Regions from separate parts of the Mus musculus genome. Here region 1 is linked to region 2. Evidence: chromatin contacts called from public promoter capture Hi-C data. All regions are on one chromosome and are shown on one strand. The core of a region is the stretch at or near the end of the contact, and the rest is flanking DNA. Distances in the headings are between cores, read along the strand shown.

What was found. Promoter capture Hi-C pulls out the DNA fragments that hold promoters and counts their contacts.
Region 1: a promoter capture Hi-C map of embryonic stem cells shows a contact between it and region 2. The contact joins the promoter of Tmem164 here to the promoter of Tsc22d3 in region 2. A contact is called at or near these places in 1 of 39 promoter capture datasets (embryonic stem cells), 1 of 484 Hi-C or Micro-C datasets (embryonic stem cells) and 1 of 115 datasets of contacts at active chromatin or transcription factors (embryonic stem cells).

Annotation. Positions count from the first base shown.
Region 1 is chrX:142,679,482-142,685,916 of GRCm38.p6, reverse strand. It overlaps Tmem164 (transmembrane protein 164), which reads right to left and starts at 4,191. Exons shown (of 7, transcript NM_001199360.1): 1 at 3,978-4,191; 2 at 2,968-3,626. The coding sequence starts at 3,354.
Region 2 is chrX:140,595,211-140,602,100 of GRCm38.p6, reverse strand. It overlaps Tsc22d3 (TSC22 domain family, member 3), which reads left to right and starts at 1,579. Exons shown (of 4, transcript NM_001077364.1): 1 at 1,579-1,664; 2 at 3,543-3,973. The coding sequence starts at 3,660.

The sequences.
Region 1 (6,435 bases), core at 2,942-5,441, 2.1 Mb before region 2:
AAGAGAATCCAGACACAAGTTATGGCCTTCCTTATGTTACTACAGTTGGCAGCCGCCCAATGTAGCATGGCTGTGACGAGGGTCGGTGTAACAAGGCGTTGCAAATGAATATTTTGCAGACTGAAAAATGAGAGCTGGAGAAAGGAATCAATTTCCCTCCAACTCCCCTACTTCCTGGCCTAAAGTAACATAGCCCTTGTTACATACTTAAAGAGACTCTCCTAGAAAAGATCTTTCTACAAAACCAAACTGGAGGCCACAGATAGTATCAAACATCGAGCATGATCACGGTGAAACTTCTTTTCACTTCAACTCACATCTCTACAATCTGTTACTATGTTATAGCCTAATTTCAGCTAATTCATTTGCAAAAAGCATTTCCTGATTCAGAATATCTCCCCTTTGCAATAGAGGCACTCACAGGAAACATTTTAACATCTCATTCTCCAGGCCTTAGCTGATCTATCACAACCTTGAATACGATCATGCATAGGAAAGTGCTTTTCGAGCAGTAAAATGGTAGACATTAGTAGTATGGTAAGGTGTTAGTAGTCTTCCAAACTATCATTAGTCATTTTTGCATCTAAGGCAGAACACTGGCTGCAAACAGCTGCTGTTAATGTTTCTTTTTTTAACTGACTTTCATCAACTTGAAAAAAAAATCCATAGTCCTGCTTCTAAGGAAGAGCCACATAGAACGCATTGAAAGTTGGGTGCATCAAAGCCTAGGACCTGAGTGGGTTACAAAGCAGTGGTTGGGGATAGAGGACAAAGGAATACAATCCCCAGGACACTGCAAGAATGTATCAGCATGACTCCAGTCTCTGCCTTCACTCTGTAGCTTTAGGGTATAAGCTAAGAGGAGGGAAAAACCCTGGGGGTGGGGGGTGGCAAAAATTCAGCTGCTAGTCGTTCCCCCCAACATGTGCCACCAAGGGTCACCTGGAGAATTTTACTTTACTGAGAGCCATATGGGGCAAAAGCTAAGAGTGAACTGGGTAGCTACCTGAGTTCCTCGGGGACCAGTTTCCTTTTTTTTTTTTTTTTTTTTTTTTTGGCATAAGGAGGTCAAAAGCCTTTCAAAGTGTCTCTGTTATTATACCCAACGGTTCTGAAGCAAAGAATCACAGAACAGACTGTCAAGGGCTAGGTGTCCAACTCTTGTCTCATCTTACGGGTAGAGAAACTGAGGCTCAGAAAGGGTACTTTCCCCCAAGCCATACAACTAATTAACTCCAGGCCTCCTGAGTCTTTTAAGAGCCTCTAAAATCTTCCTGTAAAAGACATGGCGCATCCAGGTTTGAGGTCATCACCCCAGCAGCAGCCCCACTGAGGCTGAATTTAACCCTTTGTTGACCTTCTAGATCTGTGGTTGCCAGAGGCCTCCAGACCTCTTTGTAGAGGTACCCTCTGACCCACCACCTGCACTCCTGCCTGAAGAGGCACACACAACAGAAGCTCAGATGTTTTGTCGCCCCTCATTAACAAAAAGGCCATTCATTTAAAAGAAAGAAAGAGGACGGGTCAAATTTGCGCAAGACAGCCCTGGCCTTTGCTGTGAATGGCACCCCCTTCCCAAGAAGCTCTCGCTCTCTCAAAAAAAATTTTTTTTTCAAAAAAATGCTGCCCACCCCATCTCTTTTCCATGCTTTTAGTGACCCAATCAATACCATCCCTTTTATTCCAGAGTTATCTACACCTCTACAAGATGCCAAAGGACCAAGGTCATTCTCCACTGAGGCCAAGAATGGGTAAACAAATGGATATTTAGGAAGGGGGAACTAGCAGATATCTGAGCTACAAATACACAGCCAAATCTTACAGGAAGGCCTCATCACCCTCAGCCACTCCTGGTTTAGGACTGGAGATTTGCAACTCCAAAGGAGAGTGGGTTTGAGGTCAGTCAGTCCCTGATGCTAAACCTTTTTTTTTTCCCTTGAGGCAAGTGACTTCTATCCTAGAACCTGTAACGTGAGGATAATAATCTCAACCTCTCTGGCCCTATGCAAGGTTGTCACAATTCACCTGAGCATAACCTTCAACAAATATAAAAGCAATAAAGATGCTAATGACAGGCTTCAAAACTACTCCGAGTCAGAGTCAAACAAGCAAAGTTTTCCACAGCCTGGAATCTAAAAGTCCTGATTGCCTTCCCTTTCTTCCTTTTCTCCTCAAGCTGCAGGAAGTTAGAGCCTCAGAACTTCCCTGAGCAGGCCTAGGAAAGAACAGATTACTGGTACCCAGCTGGCAACTTCCCCTATCAATCCCATTTGCTTGTCTTAGCATAGCTTAATGGGTAAGAGGTCAGGGAAGCAAAAGAAGTCAGCTTTCTTGAACACCCTTGGAGCATAGGACGGAGACTTCAAGTGGTAAGATGGAGAAGTTTGAAAAAAGGAAAACCCCTCTCACACGGGATCGCGATCTCCAGCCTGTGAGGAAATTAGGTTGCTCAAGTATCTTACAACCTAAAAGCTGACCTCACCCCGAGAGCAGACACCCTGAAATGAAAGAGTCATTAAGAGAAACCCCTAAAACTATTCCCCCCAATGTACCACAGTGGAGACAAAGAAGCTTGTGTGACCACCACCTCCAGGAAAGCCTGTCACCAGGCCCCTTGGGAAACTACTACAAAAGGCAGGAGTGCTGGCCATGCGCCACAGATGTGATCCTGAATGGTCACCTAGCTGGGGCTGGACTTCCTGCTGGTGAAAAGGCCAGGCCCCAGCAGAGCTGAGATGGGAGGGGCATGGGGCTCCAAGTGCAAGTCATTTCTAGGGTTCACCTCCACTGTGGGGCTGACCTGTTGTGCAATGCTGAAGTTTACTAGCACAAAAGCGGATGCTGGTTGGAAAAGCATTTGTAAGGGTCCCACTTCCCACGGGAACGAAGTGCTCTACACACCAGTGTCCTGAGCACGCTAATGACTCTTATCACTTAGGCTGCCCAGGAAAAAGTCAACAGACTCACATGCATCATGGTGACCAGGTGACAAGGGTTGAGCAGGTAGATGACGGTCTTGGTGGCGAACTTAAAGCCCACCTCCACCCCGAAGATCAGGCACAGGGCTACTAAGAGCAGATTCTTGCTCAGGCTCTCCTTGCCTTCCTCTGGCCGCTGGGTCACCTGCTGTGGCTGGCTGCTACGGCCACCCCTACCGTCCTCCTTCTGCCTCAGGATGTGCCGCAGGGCCACCAGGATCTCCAACAGGGCCAGGGTCAGGACCACCACACTTTCCAGCAGCCGCTGCTGCCAAGACAGGAAGGCAGCACAGTCGGGGCCCCCATTGCCTGCAAAACTGGGGTCGACGCCCCCATAGAGCCAGTCCAGGAGACTTTGGTAGCTATACCGGGACATGATGCAAAGTGGCTCCACTTGACTACGGTACAGGAAGCAAGAGCGAGATGGAACACGAGACCGAAGGGTTGCCCGGGCGGTGGAACATGTAAGGAGGGCACACCCGCACCCCCCTCTGGACACTGGGGCACCTAGAACAGGGGAGGGAAAGCTACACGCGAGGCCCGGGATAAAGTGCTGGCTCTAACTTGTCCCCACGGCTGTCTGGGGAGCCCCCCGCGCTTCTCCAGTGGCCACCAACGAGGCAGGGTTGAAAGGAGCCGTTGGCCAATCTAAAAGGAAGGAGAGGAAAAAAAGGTCTCAAAGAGGCAATTGCACGGGAATTAACGAAGCGGGGAGGGGTAACTAGTGAGGGAAGAAAAGGGGAACGGGAGTGGTGGCCAAGCAAGCACGGGTGAAGGCAAGTTGGAGGCCAAGAGGGTCAGGACTGGGACCTAGGGGGCCCGGCACTAGGCACTGCCGAGGGAGCCAAGCGGGAGGCAGAAGGGGGTGAGAGAGAGAGGGGACACGCGGAGGCTAGGAGAGAAGCTAGCAGGGCTGGGCAGGCGGGGAGGGCGACGGGGAGGGCAGGGACGCCGGACTCCTCGTCTCAGCCACTCCACGAGAGGGGGGGGGGGTCTTACTCCTGCAACCGCGTGGCCGTCTCTGCCCCCAGCTAGCAACTTCGCCGCCGACGGGGCCCCCTCTCCAGCCAATTTAGAGCAGTCCCGGTCCAGCCTCCCGCCCCTGGGTACACCCCCGAACCCCCAGCTCCACCCCCCCTGGCCCCTCACGCCCGCCCTCCGGGCCAGCGCCACCCTCAGCCCTCCGCCTGCTCCGGACCAGCCCCCCAGGCGCAGGCGGGCGGCGGGAGGAAGCCGAGAGGGAGGGCGGGGACGCGGGGCCAGCCAGGGGCCGGGCCATGGGGCCGCCACCCTCCGCCCCGCCGCCACCGCTCCATCTTCCCGCTCCTCCTCGTCCGGCCCCCCGAGGACTGGCCGCCGAGTCCCCCTGGGGCTCCACTCACCCGCTGCTCGGCTCCGCTGCCCGGGCTCCACCGAACTCTCCGTCTCCCCTCACTCCCCGCAGCCCCAGGCGGCACTCGGCTGGGCTCCCCAGGCGGCCGCAGCAGCAGCAGCAGCCGCCACCGCCGCCGCTCCGGCTCCTCCTCCTTGCCTTCCTCCCCCGGCAGCCGCCGCTCGCTTCCTCCGGTTTCCCCTCCCTCTCTCCACCCCCTCGTCGCCAACTCCCTCCACCTTCGGCCCTCCTCCCGTCCACTTCACCCCCTCCCTACACACACACACACACACACACACTCCTCCGATCCACTTCACTCCCTCCCTACACACACACATACACACACACACACACACACATACACACGTCTTCAAGCCACCACTGCCCCGCCTCGCAGCCTTCCCTCCACAGCCTACCCACTTCGTCCTCGCTTCCCACCTCCTGCCCTGCTTCCTCTCTGCTCCCCACCCCACCCCACCCCACCCCCGCCCCCACCCTGCTACCCTCGGAGGCCCCATCCCCGCCTCTTTCCTCCTCCTTCTCCAGCCTGGTCTTCTGCACTCCAAGCGTGCACTCGCGCACAGTTTTGCTCTTTCGCCACTGTGACTGAATTCACCTCCCCACCTAAGCCTGGCGGACTAACTCCTCCGTTGACCTGGTTCTCGGGCCACTACTTTGCATACCTGACCACATACTGGGCACTCAGCCGGTCCTCGCTAACTTCTAGGAGTAAGGCTGTGAAACTGATGGACAGGCTTTAGCTTGGGGAGTGTGCTGAGTATGGACTTCCTGCTTCCTCCCTTCGGCCTTGAAATGGGAGATTCAAAAAAAAAAAAAAAAAAAGACCATAAAAGTATTGCTCACCTTCTTGTCACAGCCTCACTTTCTTCTTGAGTGCCTAAATTTGAGGATTTCTCCTCGGACTCCTTCTAACCCAGCTCTGATGCTTTTCTCTCTCTCCCCCCTCCCCCCACCCTACACAAACCTTGCTGGCTCTCTCCCTCCTTCCCTCCTGCCGTCCTTCTTCCTCTCCGCCCCCTTCCGACCACAGCGAACCTTCAGTGATAGACTTGGTGGAGGAAAAGAAGATTCTCCTGACCTCTTTCCCTCCCCACCCCCGTCCCCCACCCGCAGAGAGAGACAGAGACAGAGACAGAGAGACACAGAGAGCGAGAGACAGAGAGAGCGCAGCTGCTTCCTAACCCCACCTTGGAAAGAACAGCCAGGAAAAGTGAGCGCTAGCTGGGTCCAGGGGGCCCCCTCTTCTCTGACGCTCTCTACCTCGTGGCTGGGCTGGCTCCTCTAAGGGCCGGTAATTAAGGAAAGAACTACTCAGAATGTACCTCATATTGGTTTAATATTTATTGCAGACTCGCATACGTTAGAAGAATATCCAGAAAAACCACAGTTAGGTACCTTGCTTAGGAAACACTTTCTGATGTCGACTGTAAGCCAGTCTTAAGATGTAAACTACAGTCTCCTGGATTATCAGGCCGATACCTTCCCATCCTTTGCAACCTAACAAATACAGCCAGGCAAGCTTGTCTGACTTTAAGCTTTTTGAAGCATCCACCAAAGGCAGGATGTTTTTCAAGAGGCTAACTAATAAAGAATGGCCAGGAACAAGATCAGTTCAGAGGCACTCACTTGGCCCTCCTTAGGCGGTTTTGTTGTTGTTGTTGTTGTTGGTTTTTTGGGGTTTTGTTTTGTTTTGTTTTTTCTGAATCTCGGCTGTATGACCAAAGAACAAAGTGAGGGGGCTCCGAGCACAGGAATGTAGCATCTGGAGGCCTCAAGTTCCTTATCTTTGAAGAAGGATGACAATATAGCTCATAGGGTTTTGCTCGTTCAAATGAGTTGACTTCTGTAAAACATTATTTCCTGTCTGTCACGTGGAGCGTATCCACTAAATACTACCTGTTGTTAAGAATCCAAGCAAGTGCCTTTAATTGGTGGTGGCCCACGCCTTTAATCCCAGCACTTGGGAGGCAGAGGCAGGCAGATTTCTGAGTTTGAGGCCAGCCTGGTCTATAGAGTGAGTTCCAGGACAGCCAGGGCTACACAGAGAAACCCTGTCTCAAAAAA
Region 2 (6,890 bases), core at 330-2,829:
CCAGGAGGCCCTGTCCAGTCAGCCTTCCCTCACGAGGTATGCAGTCTGTCAACACAGGCTGGACTTGTATGCACAGAAATGGCGGCTCTCTGAACTCTATCTCTGTACTATTTAGATTTTTCTGTGTCCCAACTTTATTTGCTCTTGATCAGTCTTGATATGTTGGGCAAATCTGTCCCGAATTATTAACAATACTTCTTGAGAGCAAGGACTACACAACAGGGAAATGTCAAGGGGACAAAAATCTTGAATTTAATGGTGCCAAATGTCAAGAAGAAAATACTTCCACCAGGGCCTCATCCCAAGGTTACACAAAGATAAGAGGGCTCAGGCAAACATAGAAGCAAAAGGTCTAGCTGTTCCCAAAACGCAAATAAACATTTATGGAACTAATATATTTTATTATAAGAGTTAACATAAAATAATTATAAACAAGAAGGAAAATAATAAACACTGTAATTAAAAAACAATTCAGAAGGCTATAAATCTACACAATGCAGATGAAATTTTATATTCTACTACCTCCTCTGGCTTTTATCCAAGAACATTTAAAAAAAAAGAAGAAGGAAATACAAGAAAAATGACGTGATGGGCTTTTAAGAGAAAAAAATAGAAGTTTCATAGTCTATGGGGATGTATATATACTCGGGTATAGTGCTTTACGCAATAGCCACAATCCTCTTTCATCCTGGGCCTTGGGATCCTCTCAGGAACTGGAGATACAGCACGATTTGGGGTCTCTAGCCACTATAGCACAGAGTACTGCCTTCCCCAGTTACCCATATTTTGGGCCTCATGTAACAGTTGCAAAGAGTGGGAAACAGGAATTAGTTGGCTGCACTTTGCTCCTAATTAATTTCAGGGGTGGCTTGAAGGCTCGTTTTATGTGGCTTGTGTTTTTTGAGACAATCTCACTGTTTAGTTCAGCCTGGCCTGACACAAACAAGCCTGCTTCCGCTTTGCGAGTAGCTGGGATCTTGGGGTGCGCTCTGCCACAGTAGTCTAGGAAATTTCAAACGTATTTAAGTCACATTTATCAGGGTTCAGGCAACTGGAACTTCAGCTTTCTTAAAACTGAGCAACTCTTGCCCCGGCTTGGAGTCCCAGTGGATTCTTCCACCAGGAGGCACCTGTAGTGTCCCGCTGAGCGGCGGAACCTTACACGGGAACAGAAAATAGTTCAGGTTTTGGGCAGAAGATGGCAGCATATACTGCTGTATTTCAAATGCCCTGGGTTCTTGAATGAAGCAAATGAAGGGGGCGGAGGGGGGTTGTAAAGGAGTAGGAATAAATAGAAATTTATTTGGGTTTTATATAAAAACCCCCTGAATATTGTGAACGGGTTTTCATTTGTCCAAGACTCAAAAACTGCTCAAATGCTCCGCATTCGACATGTTCTAAGTTCTGAGACATTCTAAAAAAGCTGTCTTACATGGTCACCTTGCGCGTCCCCGCAGCTCAGACAGCAGGGGCATCACCCCAGGGCACCAGGCTGGCCCCTATATGTGCCCTTTCACTATACCTCCGCCCCGGGTTTATTCTCCCAGATCCCTCCGCCGCCATTACGGGACAGACGCATCACTCCCCTTCTCACTCTGCGTGCGTGCGGGCTGCTGGGCAAGTCTCTCGAGGGGTCGACGGAGCCGGTTTACCTGAAGTGGCAGGTAGGGGGCTTTGGGACGCGAGGGGACAGCTTTCTGGGGTCGGGGCGCATGGAGAGAGCAGCCAAGCTGAGTGAGGAGAAAGAGGGGCGCTAAGGTGAGGTGCGGGGAGAGAAATCAAGGAGGGAAATAAGAGGGGAGGGGGTCAAGGCGCGAACGGAGAAATGGAGGCGAGGGCCGGCCAGAAATGGAGGGGCGCGGCGACACACGGGAAGGGGACAAGGTGGGGGAAAGTAAGGAGTGACCCGGCCCAACATGGGAAGAAACTTAGAAAAAGACGCCCGGTGCCCAAAATAGCGGGAAGAGCGGGAGACGCGCGGCGAGGGAGGAGAGGCAAGGCCCGGGGGAGCCCGCAGCGCGGACAGCGGGGGACCGGGAGTGATGGCGTCGAAGGGGACTCGGGGCTGAGACCCGGGGTGGGGAGCGAAACAGAGCTCAAGAGGAGGGGGCGGAGGTGACAAGTGAGGAGGAGCGGGCTCGGGCCGCTGGGGACTCGGTTCTTGGGAGTTTGGAGTTGGGGCATTTCTCAGGTGCTTGTGTTTTCTGGCACTTTCTGGGGGGTGGCGCCGCCGCCGCCACAGCCACCGCCGAGGCCTCGACACTTGGGTCTCTTGGCGCTTCCCAAAAAGAAAAAGAAAAAAAAGGAAAAAAAAAAAAAAAGAAAAGCCGGGCTGCATGGCGGGGCGGGCGGGCGGCGGTTTAAAGGGCCGCTCTCGGACGGCCGCCCGCTGACTCGGTGGCTCTCGACAGGGCCGCGAACGCCGGCGCTCCGGGGGACACCCCCCTCAGCGAGCGGTGGCGGTGGCGGCAGCGGCCCCGGCGGCGACCTTTGGCCCACTCGGGAGAGCCCTCGAGACCCCGTGCGGTGAGGGGGCGGGGGCGCTGCGTGAGTCTCAGGCGCGGTGGGGGCGGGGAGACGGGCGGACAGATAACTGCCGCCGGCCGGCCAGGGCCGGACAGGAGAGGAGCGAGCGGCTCCGCGGGGGACACCAGACGACAGCGGGAGGCGCGCGCTGCTGGACGTCCCGGCCATTCAGGCGGTGAGCGCCAAAGCCACCCAGCGCTGCTGAGGCGCGCGTCGCGGGGGAGCCGCTTGAGGCGGGCTCCTCAGGAGCACGGGCGTGCGAGTGAGCGGCCGGCGGGCGGGCGGGCGGTGTGGGGAGCGGAGGGAGGAGAACTCCGCGCGCCAGGGGGCCCCCTCAAGCTCCGGCCGGGGAGGCGGCGGCGAGTGGCAGAGGCGGCGGCGGCGGCGGCGGCGGCGGCAGCGCGTCCTCCGCCTGCCCCTCGGGGCTCATTTACATGCTGTCACGGCCCCGGCGCGGACTCCTGAGCTCGCGGCTAGCTCACACGCTCGCCCTTGGGCCACCGGCCGCGGCCGCCGGCGCCGCCACCGCTCGAGCCGCGGAACCCCGCGAGCCGGGAGAAGCGGGGCTGCCGCCGCCGAAGGGCGCGCGCGCTGCGGCTCTCTCTCGCTCTCTCGCTCCCTGGCCGCCCGCCCGCCCTTCCTGCCGCCTCGCACGCAGGTCCGGCCGGAGCCACGCGCGCACTTGGGAAAGTTGGGAGTGCGTTCGGGGTGGGGGGGGGGCGTGGGGGGGGGACGCACGGGGATCCTCCGGGGGAGGGGACGGGGAAGAGGGGGGCCGCCGCGGCTGCCGGAGCAGGGGGAGGAGGAGGAGGAGGAAGTGAGCCCGCAGGAGCCGCTGGGAGCTGTTTGTCCAGCTGTTTCTATTCGCACCCCGAGCGCTCCAACCAGAAGGGGGCCCGAGCCGACCCGCGGCGGGCACGGCTTTTTTTTTTTCTTTTTCTTTTTTTTTTTCTTTTCTTTTTTCTTTTCTTTTTTTTTTTTTTTTAAGGCGCTAATTTCTCCAACTTTGCCCGCAGCTTGTTTTTCCGGGCACCCTGGAGTCCCAAAAGGCTAGCTCCGCAGGTGCGCACCTGCCGGCCGCCCCCGACCTCCCTGAGCAGGCCGCCGCCGCCGCTGCCTCCAAGCCGGAGAAGATGGCCCAGCCCAAGACCGAGTGCCGCTCACCTGTTGGCCTCGACTGCTGCAACTGCTGCCTCGACCTGGCCAACCGCTGCGAGCTCCAGAAGGAGAAGAGCGGGGAGAGCCCGGGCAGCCCCTTCGTGAGCAACTTTCGGCAGCTGCAGGAGAAGCTCGTCTTCGAGAACCTCAACACTGACAAGCTGAACAACATAATGCGCCAGGATTCCATGGAGCCCGTGGTGCGCGACCCCTGCTACCTGATCAATGAGGGCATCTGCAACCGCAACATAGACCAGACCATGCTCTCCATTCTACTTTTCTTCCACAGGTGGGTGGCTGGCCAGAAGGACCTCGAAAGTGGCCCTACGGGATCTTTTCCTCTGACAGGGTGTGGGGTGGGGTGTGGGGGGGAGACACACCAGCAAATTCCCAGGGGACATGGGGGTGGGGGGGCTCCTAGGCTGTCATGAATAGGAGACCTCTTAGCTAGCTAGAGCCTACCAGAGCTCACAGCATTCTAGCATCTGTAAGTGTGTTTTTTGAATGGAGCCTGGAAAGGCTTGCAAACCCCGGGGCCCACAAAATGGGATGACTCCATATGGGTTGAAAGTAACTGTACGTGCACCCTACATTTTCTGTAGTCCTTCAGACAGTTCTGCCATGGGCTTCTCTTGGAATTTGAGTTCCACCCAACTCAGTGGGACTGAAACTAGAAGGACTGGAAGTAACTTCAAGTTACTCAGTGGCACTGGCAATTGACTAGTCAGTCGTTCACAAATCAGGCTTCAGATGGGGGTTGATCAGGGGAGAGGGATGGGGAAAAAGGTCAGAAGCCTGTGAGACTCAAGGTAGGGAGGAGCCCATCTACTCTAGATTATGGCCCTCCATTCTGATGCAAAGCAACCCCAGAAAACTTAGTTTAGGATTATCACTTTGAGCACGTCAAGACCTCAGAATGGCAGGAGAGTGGATGAATCCATTTCCATGTAGCCTCTGTGTTGGAGTGTGTTTCAGATTTTCTGGAAACTGAAGGTAAGAATGGGAAAGGGGGAGAAAATAAACACAGTGGAAATGCTCAGGGCAACTGTTACAACATCCCCAACAATGAGATACTCTGGTGTTAGTGACTTAGAACTCAGATAATTTAGGGGCAAGAACTTCAGGAAACCCTATGGGTTTTATGTTCTTTGAGACTGTGTGTGTGTGTGTGTGTGTGTGTGTGTGTGTGTGTGTGTGTATACACAAGCTCGAACATGTATATGCATGCATACGAGCATGTGTCTGCATGTGTGTGTGTGCATGTTGGGGTGGATTTTTTTTTTCTTGCTTAATGACACCAGTTATGTAAGAGCGACATCCCTGCTGTGGGAGACCTGGGTGGTAGTGCAAGTTATGCTTCTATCTTTTTGTATGAGCCTGAGCAAGTTACGGGACCTCAGTGCTCCCTGTACAGTGCCTGTACAGTGCATTCTATCTCTCAGATTCTAGGTCTTGGGCAGGTAGTGTGCCCAATGTGATGGGAAATGCTGAGCACTCATTCATTACGTGCATGGCAGTGAAACTCAAATAGGACATTGTAAAAGGCTATCCAGACATGCAGGAGGCACTCTTCATAACTATCAAGAGTGTCTCCCAGACAAATCTACTTTCCTCACTCCAGCCCCGTTGATTTCCTGGTGGGGACAAGCAAGGCTTAATGTTATATCGAGATGTATCTCTGAGGCATAGTCAATACCATTGAAGCATTTTTCACGTACCTCATGATAGACATCAAATTATTTCATGGCCTAAAATAAAGCCAAGCTATAGATAGAACAGGTTTCAAGAGAATTTTCCTTTTTGGTAAAATATTACTACAAGTGTATTCAGCCCACAGACACTGAAATCGTGAAAAGCACAATCCTTAATGGGTGTGGAATGATCTGCTTGCTGGCACAGCTCAGTTGGAAAGTGGCAAAGGTGGGGGAGAGGGGAGAAACCTGGAGAGAACCTTTGTATTTGCTTCTAACTGGGAAAGCAGGGACTCCTCTCAGACTTTTGGTGGAGCGAGAGGATGATTTCGGTTTCTAGGCCTTAGGAGGATCTAACCTAAGTGAGTGAAGTGGGAGGCTGAGTTTTGCAGAAGAGTTCGCATTGTGTCACACCTCTGGAGTATCCTGATTGTTTGGGGTTCTTGAAAGACCTTTTGTCATCTACTTCAGTTTTGGATACCTGGTTCTTGACAAAGCCTAGAAACATTACTTAATAGGAATATTAAAGGCACTGTATAAGGGAAGAGAACAAACTAGGGGGTATGCACCTCCCAATGACTCCTGTGACCAGAACAACTCAGTGTGCTATGCTACTATCTCAGAACAAGCTAGAAGGCTACCAGGCTTCACTGACAGAAGGGAGTGACATAATAATAATTACAGCAGGACACACCACTCTTTCCTTAGTTGGTATTGGAGATCCAAAATTCAGTTTAAGCTTTGCACATGTTCTTTGCAAACTGCAAGGCTACAATGACATGTTCTTTGCAAACTAGAAGACTGTTATTGCTGGCTATAGGCCTTCTCCAATCTCTAGGTTGAACAGCCTGCTATATGAACATTTCCTTTGTTGCTTTGTTTGATTCCATGGGTTTCTACCTATGTAATCCAGCCATAATTTTTATTCCTATTCCAATTCACAAAAAGACATTGCAGGTCTCTGATTGAGTGTGTTTCCCATTTTAAGTTTTCAAGGCCACATCTATTGGAGAAGCCAATCTTCCAGCCCTTGTCTTGTAGCCTGCTTTTTCTTCTGCTATTTCAAGGCCTCTAGCATTCTTGGGAAGAAGACATGTCCTGTTCTTGATTTATATTTGTTAATCTGTTTTGATCTGTCCCTATCTCCCAGCTTAGGCCTTGATTTTCTTGGAAGACAGCATGTAAGAAATCTGAGGGTAGACTTGGGTTTAATTTGCTTGGGTTCTTTTTGGCCTCTACTTATGCAGCCAGTATTCGGCACAGGTGGTTGTTCTGGTGATTACAAATAACCACTTCATTGTTGGTATACGCGGAGGTAAAGATGTCACAACTTAACATTTTTTTAAATGTTTTAAAGTTTTTGTTGAGGGGTGTGTGCACATGCACACATTCACACAATTGTGCAGATACTCATGGAAGCCAGAAGAGAATATCAGAACCCGTTGAGTTACAGGTGGTTGTGAGCTTCCCGATGTGGGTGCTAGGAACCAAACCCTGATCCTCTGCAAGAGCACC